3 separate regions of the Mus musculus genome follow, and all the other regions are linked to region 3. Evidence: chromatin contacts called from public HiChIP or PLAC-seq data. All regions are on one chromosome and are shown on one strand. The core of a region is the stretch at or near the end of the contact, and the rest is flanking DNA. Distances in the headings are between cores, read along the strand shown. Region 1 overlaps Tcf7 (transcription factor 7, T cell specific). Region 2 has its middle 17 kb from the start of Gm51894. Region 3 has its middle 4.5 kb from the start of Gm39820.

What was found. HiChIP or PLAC-seq counts read pairs in DNA pulled down with a chosen protein or histone mark.
Region 1: an HNF4G HiChIP or PLAC-seq map of pancreatic cancer cells shows a contact between it and region 3. The contact joins two enhancer-like sites. A contact is called at or near these places in 1 of 115 datasets of contacts at active chromatin or transcription factors (pancreatic cancer cells) and 1 of 9 other capture datasets (pancreatic islet).
Region 2: an HNF4G HiChIP or PLAC-seq map of pancreatic cancer cells shows a contact between it and region 3. The contact joins two enhancer-like sites. A contact is called at or near these places in 1 of 15 datasets of contacts at CTCF or cohesin (the NIH/3T3 cell line), 1 of 484 Hi-C or Micro-C datasets (Sertoli cells) and 3 of 115 datasets of contacts at active chromatin or transcription factors (embryonic stem cells and pancreatic cancer cells).

What each region holds. Positions count from the first base shown.
Region 1 is chr11:52,260,692-52,264,955 of GRCm38.p6, forward strand. Tcf7 (transcription factor 7, T cell specific) reads right to left here. Exons shown (of 11, transcript NM_001313981.1): 4 at 822-933. Among named protein-coding and RNA genes, the nearest start is that of Tcf7, 20 kb to the right of the region's middle. Within about 2 kb of position 1,465, at least 60 of the 459 cell types and tissues checked have an H3K27ac peak or open chromatin away from gene starts, as enhancers often do. A contact at or near this core is called in pancreatic cancer cells, where this site is marked.
Region 2 is chr11:52,339,720-52,344,234 of GRCm38.p6, forward strand. No RefSeq gene overlaps it. Among named protein-coding and RNA genes, the nearest start is that of Gm51894, 17 kb to the right of the region's middle. Within about 2 kb of position 1,597, at least 73 of the 459 cell types and tissues checked have an H3K27ac peak or open chromatin away from gene starts, as enhancers often do. A contact at or near this core is called in pancreatic cancer cells, where this site is marked.
Region 3 is chr11:51,872,071-51,876,562 of GRCm38.p6, forward strand. No RefSeq gene overlaps it. Among named protein-coding and RNA genes, the nearest start is that of Gm39820, 4.5 kb to the left of the region's middle. Within about 2 kb of position 2,376, at least 205 of the 459 cell types and tissues checked have an H3K27ac peak or open chromatin away from gene starts, as enhancers often do. A contact at or near this core is called in pancreatic cancer cells, where this site is marked.

The DNA of each region.
Region 1 (4,264 bases), core at 215-2,714, 390 kb after region 3:
CACCTTCTATAGAGGCCTCTAATGTCCCCCGCTTCCTTTTACTAGAGGCCCAGATATCAGCTGGTTTGTTTAGAACCACCCTAGGGTAGAAACAATGCCCTTCTGACAAACAAAGAAAGCAAGGACAGAGGTGCTGAGTGACTTGCCTTAGGACACTGCCTGGACAGAGGCAAAGCTTCGGAAGGAAGGACTGAGCGGTCAAGCCTCACTGGCTCCTGATGCACTGCTGTTCGGCCTCGGGAGCCTCTGCTTAGGACTCTTGCCTGGCTCTTTGGGTAGAAGGCAGCCCCTAGCCTAGAAGAACCTGACCTGAGGAGGCAGGGTTCCACCCAGCCCCAGGGTTGAGTCAGCAGGTTTCCCACAGCTGATAATGGTGGATTTCAGAATGACTTTGGCTGAGGCTGAGGTGAATCAGCCATCACCACCACCACTTTCCATTTTCTCACTAGGGGGAAAGGCCATGAGGTTTACAGCTGCAGCAGTGCAGAGCCAGCAGCCTCACGTTCTGATTGGTTCTTCCTCCTCTGCCCTCAGGCTTGTGCCTTTCTGACTTTTTAAAAAAACCCTCCAGGGCAGGATCTTGTTTTGTAGCCCAGGCTTGTCTGGAACTCTTGTGTAGCCCAGGCTGGCTTCAAACTTCCAATCCTCTTGGCTCTGCCTTCTCCACCTGGTACCTTTCTGACCTTTTCCTTGGGCACTGGGTTTGCAAAGTCCCAGCTTTGTCTGTTATAAAATGCAGGCCAGCCTATGTGGCTTCAGAAGCCAGGAGCTTGGACCCTAAGTTCCCACCTCAATGGCATTCTCCCATCCTTGGCCCATACCTTGCTTCTGGCTGATGTCCGCTGGTGCAGGGGTGGGGTGTGGACTGCTGAAATGTTCGTAGAGTGGAGAAAGCTGGGGGACGCCATGTGGAGGCTGGCCGGGCTTGTTATGCTGGAAAATGACCAGAAGTCTGGTGAACATGGAGTGTTCTGGGGCAGGGGGATGCAAAGGTAGGGGCATGCAGAACTTCAGGAAGCTCTGTGGTCATCCTAGCAGCCAAACATCACAAGCTTATGGGAAGAGGGCACTCTATACTCCTCGTGTCCTGTGGCACTGTTTTCCTGCCTCCCAATCTTGCAGATTGACTATGCAGTCCCACTGGGTGTCTCTCCTGTCTGGAAGCCCTCCCTCACCTCCTTTCTAGGAAGCCCAATGGCTGTCTGCAGCCTTTTCCTTCCACAGCTCCCAGACTGTCCCACCTGAGCTCCCACAGCATGTGTGGCTCGGAGCAGGAACCTTCTTTGACCCCTGACTTGGGTGAGGTCAGGAGGTACCTGGCTCCCTCCAGGGACAGTCTGTCCAGATATCATTCTTCTGGTTTCCTTAGCACTGCAAGACTCTTACTTTTCACAGTCAAATGGTTCTATGTCAAGAGATGACTCAGCAGGCCGAGAGAGCTCCCAGCTCAGCCACAAGGAGTCGCTGCCAGGCCTGGTGTGCATGCCCTTGCAGGCCAGAGGTCTGTGGATATCTACAACAGGGGCTCAGCTTCCACCCAGACAAACTTGTCTGTTGAAACGCTGTTGGCTGAGAGCACACAGGACTGAGTGACTGCTCACCACGGCAAAAAGGGAAGAAATGAGACATCTTGGAACAAGACAGTAAAGAGGACGCCTAGGAGAAATAAAGCAGACGAGTTGGCTGCAGGCATTTCGCGGAACAACCCTCAGATTGCGGGTGTCTTCTGGAAGGCAATGGCCTAGCACAGATCCAGGCTACTGCGGCTCCGGGGTAAAGCCAGAGGGAGAGCTGGGTGGGCATGAGGCCTCTAGCTGGGCACAGCTCTAGTAGACCACAGACATCCCGGCCTACCATCGTTCCCTGCATTCCTACCTCCAGCAGGCAGCTGCACCTTCCCCTCAAGTCTTGGGCTATCTCAGGCCACCACGTCTTAAATAACAAGAGTTGACGTCTGAAGCTGGACATGTTGGTGCTCCCCTTAAATCCCAGGCTCAGGAGGCAGAGGCAAGTGCATCTCTGAATTCAAGGCCAGCTTGGTCTGCATAGTTCCAAGCCAGCAGCATCCAGAGCTACATAGTATGTCTGTCCACTATGGGAGGAGAGACTAACTGTGAGATGCATGGACACATGTCAGGCACATGCCACTAGTGCACAAACAGGCTGTTGTCTCTCTGTCTGTGATCTGTCTCCCACCTACCACCTCATGACTCTTCCCTCCACAGAACCCTTAGTAGGTCCAGCCTCGTTCAGTGACTCCAGATCTCAGCTCTCAGTCTCCCCTCGGCCTAGCCTGTCTCTTGCCCCAAAAAGACCTGTTAGCATCCTCAATGACTTCCAAAATGCCAAGGTCAGTCACCATGTCCCCAACCCTGTGCTCTCGTAAGAAACGGATTCCTCCTCTCTTCCTTGAAACCAGGTTCCGTCACATGACTTTCAGAATACCCAATTGCTTCACTTCCCTCCAGCCTTAGAGGCCACTCTTCCTTTAGTCCTGGAGTCGATTCTCCCATCCACATGGGTACAGCTGTAACATCTTCAGGCTGGAGGCTGGTTATACGCACATGTCAGCCTGTAACTAGAGCTGCAGGAAATGTGACAGCCTCCACAACACACACACACACACACACACACACACACAATTACAAATACAATCTGAACAAGAAAGAGAACAGTATCTATCTCCTGACCCCACACTCTCTTTTCTTTTTTTCTGAGACTGCTGCTTTCTATGTAACCCTGGCTGTCCTGAAAGTCACTCTGTAGATCAAAATCAGGTGAGCCTCCAACAGAGATCTGCCTGTTTCTGCCCCTTGAGTGCCAGAATTAAAGGTGTGTATTACATATTACAATGCTTACCTGACACCACATTTTGCCAGGAACTCTACTCTCCAAATACCTACTCAACTCCAGGCCTAAAATGTCTCCAAGCTGGACACTCACATAAGTGTTCTACTACTGAGCTGTATCCTTCCTCAAATCACAGCCTTCGACTCTGCGGTGTGCTGTGGACTTCCTCAGTTACCGGCAGCTCCATTCTTCCATTAATTGAACGACAGTTCAGAGCAGACAACATTCAAGTGGTTCCTGACATTGACGCCATGTCCAGTTTCTCAGCGGATTCTAATGGTCCGCCTTCAAAGTCTAAACTCTAACCACTTCCTATCTCCTTCTCAACCAGGCTGAGCCACCACTCTCACCTGGAGCACTGAGCCATTTTAGAGCAGAGAGCTGCATTCTAGCCAGGTTCCAGCAGACACAGAGATCACACCACTGCTTAAAGCCACCCTGGCTGTCTCCTTACCTGGTGAGAGCTGTGTGACCACCCCCAGCTCCCTAGCGACAGCATCACCTACAGTGTCCAGGAGTCCCACTGGTTAAGTTTTGAGGTATACGATGGTGTGAAGGGAGCCTGGAAGCTCCAGGCGTGCTGACCATTTCCTGGTCCTGGCACGCCAAGATCCTGGGCAGCCTCTCTCAACTCCTGGGATCGAGTGACAACCTGCCCACCTATCAGTCTTTTGTTTGTTTGTTTTTCAAGACAGGGTCTCTCTGTATAGTCCTGGCTGTCCTGAAACTCACTCTGTAAGACCAGGCTGGCCTTGAACTCAGAAATCCGCCTGCCTCTGCCTAGTGCTGGGACTAAAGGCGTGAACCACCACCGCCTGGCTCCCACCTATCAGTCTTAAACCAAGCTTTGTCCTAATTTTGAGGAGCACCTGCTAAGGCCCTTTATGACAGGAAGCTTCCTGACAATCTTTAAGGTCTTTTTCATCCTCACAGATTCCAAGACAGTGGCAGGTAGCAAGCAGCCTGGTGGCAACTCGGACCTCACCGCACTGCACCCCTCATACTGCCTAAAGCCCCCAAGCCCAGCTTTGCCTCCTGAGCCCCAGGGTACAGTGCAGCTCCGGCTGGCCTGAAGACGCCTCAGAAAACCAGCTCAGCTTACAACTCCTGCCTACAGTGTTTGTTTGTGTGTGACTCCTGCCTTCTTTCTCTCTCTCTCTCTCTCTCTCTCTCTCTCTCTCTCTCTCTCTCTCTGTGTGTGTGTGTGTGTGTGTGTGTGTGTGTAGCAGTTGGGGGTCCTGGGGATGATGGGCCTGTACTGCCTACCTGTGTTTCCTGGTTTTGGGGGGAAAGCCTTATTAATCAGAAGTCTGCAGACAGACCACAGAAGTACTGGGTGGGGCACAGAACCCAGCAGCAGCTAGAGGTCCTGGCTAGTTCTTCCCAAGCTCACATAGTCTGCCTCCTCGCCCTG
Region 2 (4,515 bases), core at 347-2,846, 470 kb after region 3:
TTGGCGCACACCTGTGCCATGTAAGCTGAGCAAGGGTGGGAAGGAACAGAGTTCCCGTGCAGATGTCCCGCCAGCAAGAGGGGGTGACCTTGAAGCTTAGGTTCCAAAGTGCAACTCAAGTTGATCCTAGAGCAGACCCCCAGGAGGGAAGGGGAGACTGGGTGGGATCCAGAAGAGCGCCTGCCGTGCAGTGCTTTAGAAAGGCACCGTCTGCTCAGCTTTTTCTTTCTTATTTTATCTTACACGTTATTATTGTGTTAGGAAGCACGCCTACTATGGGGACATGTGCGGAGGTCAGAGGACAGCTCTGTGGAGTTGGTTCTCTCCTTCCACTTTTTATGATCTCGGGGACCAAACTTCAGTCACCAGACCTGGGCAGCAATCGCCTTTAGCCGCTGAGCCATCTTGCAGACCCCTGCTTCAGCATTATCATCTCTGAAATGGGCTAATGAAGATACCTCCCTCTGGGGATGCAGGGAGGATTGGATGAGATTGGGAGCCACTGCTTTGCTCAGTTCCTAAGGACTAAAAAATGGTGGCCTTTAACAAAAGCCTACCCATCCCCATCATGAGTGCGCCATCAGAATGAGAATGAGGAGCTGTTGGCAGCGAAAGTCCTCATTCTATAGTCACCTCCCACCAGGCAATTGAATCCTGCTCTGAGTGAGTTAGTTCCTGGCCCTGGTGTGGTCCAAAGCTGAGCTGCTCCTAGTCTGGCTTGTTGTGTGTCCTTGAGTAGTTGCTCTGCCTTTCTGAACCCCGGCGGCCTCATCCACTCTAGCATAACTGCCTGTGAAGAACAAATAAGATGGTGCATCTAAAACTATCAGGCGAGACCAGGAATCAGCCGGGAGCTACAATGGTTCAGGCTTTGGAATATCACTCTATAGGCTGTCTGCCGGCCACCACCCTTCAGACTGCCACTCACAGGTGCCCGTGAAGGCTGCCGAGAGGCAGTCCCCATCAGCCTGTCTCCTACACCCACACACTCTGTGTGGAGACCACAGGCGCCCAAAGGGTATGCTAGTCTCTGCTCTACCGCGTACCCTCTCCTGAAGGCAGGCATTTCAGAGATTCCAGTTTCACCAGGAAGCTCAGATCCAACAGGTCAGTTGGACAGGACCTGACTGCACACCCTGGAGACAGCCCGTGCTAGATGGGCCAAGCCTGTCCCTTGGGGCAGGACATCTAGCCTGGGCCTGTGAACTAAGGGATGGAGATAAATTTGCACTAGGGGCTTGCATCAACTTAATCCATTCCCACCCATGTAAGGAATTCTGGAGCCACTGAATGAGAAGCCTGGCCCTACCTGGGCCTAGTTATCCTCAAAGAAACGCTACCCAGCGTGAGTGGCGGTGGCCATGGCTCCGGCCCCTCAAAGCGGTGAGCAGACAGCCTTGCTGCTGAGTGTCCCCCTCCCCCGCCCTGCCCTGACTCATCCAGAAAGCACGTGGCCACAAGAGACTCTGTCCTTTGCCTTGGGTTTCTGCTCCCCACTCAAACAACCTTGTTTTCAAGTGAAAACCCACAGAGCGCTCTCCCCGGCTCTGATCCTCCAAACAAACAAAGGATGTTGGTCTGTGTTTTGGTTTGTTTTGAAGCTGCAGAAGAGAGAGGGAAATGGGTCACCTCAGGAACTCCAAGGGTGGTGGCTGAGGGGTGTGTGGTGGCCTTGGGGGGGGGGGTGGTGCCTAGCTCCAGAGCACTGTTTGGCAAGGTCACCCTGGGTGGGCCCTAATCCTCAGGGAATGACCCCCCCAGGATGCTCTGACCTGGGTGGGGGTCCTTATGGGGCTCCAGGATAGGACCACATGGGGAAGGCAGCCGGCTGGGGTCCTAGGCAAGACTCAGAGATCCTTTGCCAGGTGATCAAGCAAAGCTTGTCTTTCTCTGAAATTCAGTTTCCAGGCTACCAGGCTCAGCCCTGACCCCAGCTGCGGGAACCTGGGGCCACTGGGGACACACTGTCAGGCCTGAGGCCGGCTTCCTGCTTCTTTCCGATACTCTGCAGAGGCCCCCACAGTACCTAGGACCCAGGTTTTATGGCTGTGCCCTTTTGGGGTCTGTGGCTGTTCCTCCAAAGTGCTTTAACCTCTTCCCTTCTTGCCCATGTGGCAATCCGGATGGCAGCCAGCCCCTGAGGGATTTGTTTTTTGAGGCGAGGTCTCAAGGAACCAGGATTAGCCTGAATCTCACTGTGTAGCCAAAGATGAACTATACAGTCTGATCGTTCCGTTCCCACCTCCCAAGTGCTGGCAACACTGGCGTGGACCACCACACCCTGGTAAACAGCACTGGGGTTTGAACCCAGAGCTTTGTGCGTGTTAGGCAAACACTCTACCAACAGCTGCATCTCCAGCCATTTGTTAGTTTTACCATAGGTCTTACACGTAGCCCAGGGTGGCCTTGAACTCATGGGGATCCTCCTGCCTCAGCCTCCCCAGTATTAGTGTTAGGCATAAGTCTGCCCAATGGTTCATGCTCAGCTCAAGTCAGTGTTTTGGCGTGTGTGTGTGTGTGTGTGTGTGTGTGTGTGTGTGTGTGTGTGTCCTTAATTCTTATTGTGAAAGAGACATAGCTCGTTTGGGCAAGATACACAGCCTTGTTTTGCACATTATATAGAGAGGCTCCCAGGCCTCCCTGCTGAGTCCTTGGCCAGTTAAAGTAAAGCAGGCAGAAGCCTCCTGAGGACCCATTTCTCACTTTGGAGATGTCATAGTGAACTCTGGGTGCTGCCGTCAGAGAAGACATCTCATTGATGAGCAAAAGATAATATGGAGAGCCCAACCTGGGCCTTTTTGGGGGTTCCCCTGGCACTGGAAGGGCTGTGATGACACCATTTGCTTTCCCCCTGGCTGTCGTAGGTGTGTGGGCAGGTGCTTTGGGAGGAGGGGGCTCTGCAGCACATCCGCCCACCCCACTGATTCCACAGGAGCAGAATTGAAAACACCCCTGAGTGGACATCTTGGTAAAGCCACGAGTGAACAGCGAGTGGGGGCGTACACCTGTAATCCCAACACTTGGGAGGTAGAGGCAGAGGCAGGTGCTTCTCTGTGAGTTGGAGGCCAGCCTGGTCTACAGAGTGAGTCCCAGGACAGCTAGGACTACCCAGAGAAACACTGTTTCAAAAAACAAAAACAAAAACAAAAACAAAAGCAAAAAGTCACAAGTGGAGCCAACCAGGTGTCTATGGTGCACAGCTGTAATCCCAAAACTTGGGAGATAGAGGCAGTCGGATCAGGAATTCAAAATCAGGAGGTCAGCGTGCAATACACGAGACACTAACTCATAAAAAGCCAAATAGGATGACGGGATGTCAGCAAGAAAAGGGGCTTGTCCCACAAGCCTGGTGACCCGTGTTCCATCCCCCCAAACCATGCAAAGGTGGGAGGGGAAAATTGACTTTAGAAATTCCTCCGTCTTCCGCAGGAGTTCTCCATGCCCCCTCCTCCTCCCCTCCCTCTCCCTCTCCTCCCCTCCCCCCCCCATAGTAGTTATAAAATTCTTAAAAAGCTAAACAAACAAACAACCCACCTCAGTGGCCAGAGGCTAGTGAGGACTCCCAGGTTCACCCTCTCTCTTACCGTTTGGGCACCAGGAAGAAGAAATCCCTTCTCTTTGGTCATCTTCTAGCGCCACCTGGTGGCCAACTTTTCAAATAGCAACGGCGCTTTCAATAGACTTGGTCAGAGGGAGCTTCAACAAATGCAGTCAAGGCAAAAATGGTCTTTGGGGCAAGGGCCAGCTATGGTAGCGCTTCCCCCAGATGATTTCAACATGAGCCAGGGTGGAGAGTCGCTATGATACCATAGGTAGGTTTTTTGTTTCTCTAAACACCAGCAAGGAAGGGTGAGTGCGATGGATGGGAGACACCCCAGGCGCCTTCCACAGAGCTTTACTTCGCTGGTGTGGAATCTCCCTTCATTGCTAAGGGCTCAGAGGCCTTCAAACCAGTGGACAGTGACCACCGGAATGGAGCACCGCGCAGATCACCCACGGAGCCCATGATAGACCCTCACATCATTGTCTGTGCTGTTTCACTAATTCCCAGTTTTCATTCAGAGCCTTTATTAATTTATTTTATGTCTTTATTTTTGGGCTAATATCTTGTCCTGTTATTTAACGTGGTGTGTGTGTGTGTGTGTGTGTGTGTGTGTGTGTTAGTCACACGTGAGCATGAGCACATTTGCCCTGGCATAGATGTGAAGGGTCAGGAATCAGCCCTGTCCTACAGTGTGTTCTGGGGATTGACCTCAGGCCCTCAGGCTTCTGTGGCAAGCACTTTACCCACTGGGCCGTCCTGTCAGCCTTACTTTGAGCCAGGGTCTCTACTGAATCTGGAGCTTATCGGTTCAAGACCAGCATATCTTTCAGAGAATACAATTTAATTTACTATGTATAACATAGTTAAGTTGCTGGCCCCAAATATCCTTCTGAAAAACAAATGTCCTAGTATCTGGTACTTTTTATCTTTATTTTTCTTTTCTTTTTTTCTTTCTCTTTTTTTTTGTTTAT
Region 3 (4,492 bases), core at 1,126-3,625:
AGAGGCCTGAGGGATGGCTCAGTAGGAACCCTCTGCCAAGCCCAATGACTTGAGTTAAAATCCAAGGACCTATTTGGTAGGAGAGAACTGGTTCACTCAAGTTGTCCTAGGACCTCCACATAAACGTCTTGGCATGTATGTATGGTGTGCGCCTCCCTGTTTATTTGAAAGAGAAGAAGAAAGGGAAACAGGATACAAGATGAGGTAGGACATAAGTTGCTGCTCACACGTGTCTGCTCTGTTCGGATGATGGGTGGGGAGGGGAGGGGAAGAGAAGGGAAGCCAACAAGGAGATGCTTGTGTGGGGGCTGAGGGAAGGGGGAGAGTACTCGTACATATGCATCTGTGTCTGCCCTTTATCAGCACATGCCCACACAAGCCTAAGGCCATGTCTCTGGAGTCTCCGTCTTTTGAGCTATTTTCCCAGACAACCTAAAAATAATTTCCATCTAACTTGAGGCTTTGTGATTTGATGCACACGGTGCTTGCCTAGCAGATATACGTTTTAAACCCACGTTTTTAATCTAAAATCAACATCCAGTTCCAGAGAGTCTGCATTATTTATGCATAGTAAGTAAGACGCAGCTAGAGCAGCCTGGAGTGAGTCTAGAGAAGAATGGTCCCCGCAGGGTTGGTGGGGCATCTCTCTAATCCCAGAGCTTGGGAGGTTGAGGCAGGGTGGCTCCTCAAATGTGTGAGTTTGAGGTCAGCACGGCTTATGTAGCAAGACCCACATGTCACCAAACAAGTAAGAAGGAAAGAGTCCTTATGAAGGTGACGAAGTTAAATGCACGCATGGGCTGACAATGACAGTGTGTCAAGGGACCCTGAGGTCCAAGAGGTAAAGGCACTTTTAAAAAGATTTAATTTTTATTTGACATGCACAAGGGTTGTGATTCTGTGTGAACCACAGGAGTCCCTGGTGCTTAAGGAGATCTGGAGATGACATTGGATCCCTTGAACTGGAGTTATGAATGGGTGTGAGCCACCACATGGCTCCCGGGAACGGAAAACAGGGTCTCTGCAAGAGCAGCTAGGGCTCTTAACCACGGAGCTGTCTCTCCAGCCCCTCAACTGACCTTTTAAAGTCTGCTTATTAGATGACTGAAGGGTTGGAAGATATGTGTCAGATGAAGAGAAAGATGGAAGGGTGTGGTTGATGGTGGAGATGTGACAAAGGGGAGGGAGGTTTAAGCTGTGGCCTGTGATGAGCTGGTAGATCATGGTTACATCTGAATAGGTAGGGAGGATGTAAAGGGCATAGGAGAGAAACAACACCCACCCCATTGTCTTCAGTGTACTTCCCAGAATCTGGGATGATGTTCCGTTAGGAGACAAAAGAGATTCTGCAGAGATGAATAAAATACAGACATTGGCGTCGGGCAGTGGTGGCACGGGCCTTTAATCTCAGCACTTGGGAGGCAGAGGCAGGAGGATTTCTGAGTTCGAGGCCAGCCTAGTCTATAGAGTGAGTTCCAGGACAGCCAGGGCTATACAGAGAAACCCTGTCTCAAGAAAAACCAAACAAACCAACCAAACAGACAAACAAAAACCCCCAAATACAAAACAAAACAAAACAAAACAAAACAAAACAAAACAAAACCAGACATTGGGCCTAGAGATGGCTCAGCAGTTAAGACCATTACTCCTCTCGCAGAGGACCCAAGTTCAGTTCCCAGTGTCCATCTTGGATGTTTCATGACTGACTTTAATTCCAGCTCCCAGGGATCTGGCACCCTCTTCTGACTTCTGCAGGGACCCCCCCCCCCCCATGCCCTTGTGCATCCCCTCCCCCATATACACATACATAAGAAAGAAAAATAACTCTTAAAAAGTTAAGGAGCTTAGTTAGGCTGGGCAGTGGTAGTGGCTCAGGCTTTTAACCCTTGTACTCGGGAGGCAGAGGCAGGAGGATCTCTGTGAGTTCACAGGCCAGTTTGGTCTACAGAGTGAGTTCCAAGACAGCCAGGGCTACACAGAGAAACCCTGTCTTGGGGCAAAAAAAAAAAAAAAGAAAAAAAAAAAGAAAAAAAAAAAAAAAGAAGGAGCTTGTGATGGGCCATGGCTCTGGATTATCCAGGTGAGTCCTCCTATGTCTGTCCTGACCAGATCCTTGGGGGCTGGAGTCACAGACAGATGTAACACGGCCTTTGCTGTGTTCTTCTCAGGTCTCCGTTGTGTCAAGCGCATTCCCACCTCAGGAACTTTGAACTTGCTGTTTCCTCTGCCTGCTCTTTTCATCACTCAGATCTCGGTCCAAATGAGAGCCGGCTCTCTGTTTCCAGATTTTTGTCCTGGAGCTCTGAGTACACTCTGTTCTGGTAGGGCTGGGTTGGGGCAACAGGATGCAAGCTCCTAGCCTGAGCTGGCTGGCATCCTCCCCAGCCCAAGTCCCGCCCAAGATTGCGGGATGGAGCAGTGTGCATGAGTCATCCAGCCACAGACACAGTCCCCTTGTTGGAGGGACCTGAGTAGTTAGGTTGTGGCTAACTCCAAGAGCCAAGGGCTCAGTTGAAAGGGGAGGTTAGGAATTCCCCAAGTTCCTCAGAGTCACACAGGTCCAGGAGGGAACCCGGGAGTGGAAGAGCTGAGGATGGCTTGTGTAGATGGTGCCAGAAGCCCTCTGAAGAGACTGTTGTGTCCCTAACCCACGCTTGAGCAGGCTCTGCCCATGTAGATGGTGCTTACAGTGGACTCACAGGGCTCACTACCCACCTACTGTGGGGGTATTTATCCACCTACTGTGTGCTGAGTATCACTCACACATCTTACTGCAGGTCAGAGCCTGCCCTCCAAGGGCCTGCAGTCTCAATGAGACCAATATACCCACCAAGTCTACAGACTTACTGAGCAGGAGGGGCTCAGAGTTGGGGTGCATAGGGGAGGATGTGTGGGGCAGGTGGGGATGGTCAGTAAGAGAACCTGCCAAAGGGCAGGGTAGGGGTTCACTGCGGGAGGCAGAGGCAGCTTGGGTATGTTACCTTCATAAGGCAGATGCCATGAAGAACCAACAAAAGGAAGAGTTAGTCACAGAAATTTATTCTCTGGAATCTGGAAGCCAGAAATCAGTGTTGACAAGACCTCTTCCTTCTAATGCCTTCCTCAGGGGAGGGTGCTTCTGGCTCTTCCAGCTTCTGGTTGCTTCAAGCATTCTCTGGCCTGTGGCCACATCTCTGTGGTTTCTGCCTTCACCACCACACGCTGTCTCCTCTGTGCCTGCTTATGTGTCTCTGTGTCTTCACATGCTGTTTCCTCCTCCTCCTCCTCTTCTCCCTCCTCTTCTTCTGTGTATTACCCAAATCATCCTCCCTCATACTCAATTTTTCCATGCCTTTCTTTCTCCCCTCCTCATCTCTTCCTTCCCCTTTCTCTCACCTCATGCTCTCCTTTCTCTCTCTTCACCTCCTTACCCCTCCCCCTCCCCCTCCCCCAAAACTTCTTCCCCCCCCACCCCCCGCCCAGTGAACTGTATTTCATTTGTAACCCAGGCTAGCCTTGAACTTACTATGTATACTGTATAACCCAGGTTACCTTTAAACTTACAATTCTCCTGCCTCAGACTTCTGAGTGCTGGCATAACAGGTGCACTGTACCGCTACACTCAGCTTTCAATTTTCCTGTTTTTATAAAGATGCCAGTCATACTACATAGGGGCCCATCTACTCTAATGATCTAATTTAACTGTATTAAATTGGCTTCCACGTAGGGTCACCTTGCAGGTACCAGTGATTAGGACTTCAGTACATCCTCTTGTAGGGTGGGACACAATTGAGCAAGAGCAGTGAGCAAAGGCTCAGAAGGGACAGAGCTCAGGGCCAGATGTGTCCCAGGCTGGCCTCATACTGCCCATCCTCCGACCTCAGCCTTCTGGTACTCATTATCATATCTGGCTTGGCAACTAGGAATGGCCTCATAGGCCCATAGGAAGTGGCGCTGTTAGGAGGTGTGGCCTTGCTGGAGTGGGTGTGGCTTTGTTGAAGGACGTTTATCAGGAGGGGGTGGGCCCGTGAGGTCTCAGAAGCCAGACTTAGTTGGCTCACTTGCTCTTCCTGATGCCTGCCAATCCAGGTGTAGAACTCTTAGCTCCTTCTCTAGCACCATTTATGTCTGCCTGCAGGCTGCCATGCTTCCTACCATGACAATAATGGACTAAACCTCAGGAACTGTAAGCCAGAACCAATTAAATGATTTCCTTTATCAGAGTTGCTGTGATCATGGCGTCTCTTCCTTCACAGCAATAGAACGATACCTAAGACAGTTGGCAACCTGTCTTCTCAGGGAATCCTCAGACACTGACATCACTGTGTGGGTGCCACCTCTGGTGTAGGGCCCACCTCATGTACTGCCCAGGGCTCAGGTGGGGCGTCCTTCACACTGTTCCTTGCAGTCTCATAGAGTGCCATGTCCAGTCTGGCCTTAGAGCCTTGAATCTGGCCCCTCACCCAGATCCTAAACGCTTTTCTGCCAGACTTCCCACCTGGGCTTGGATGTC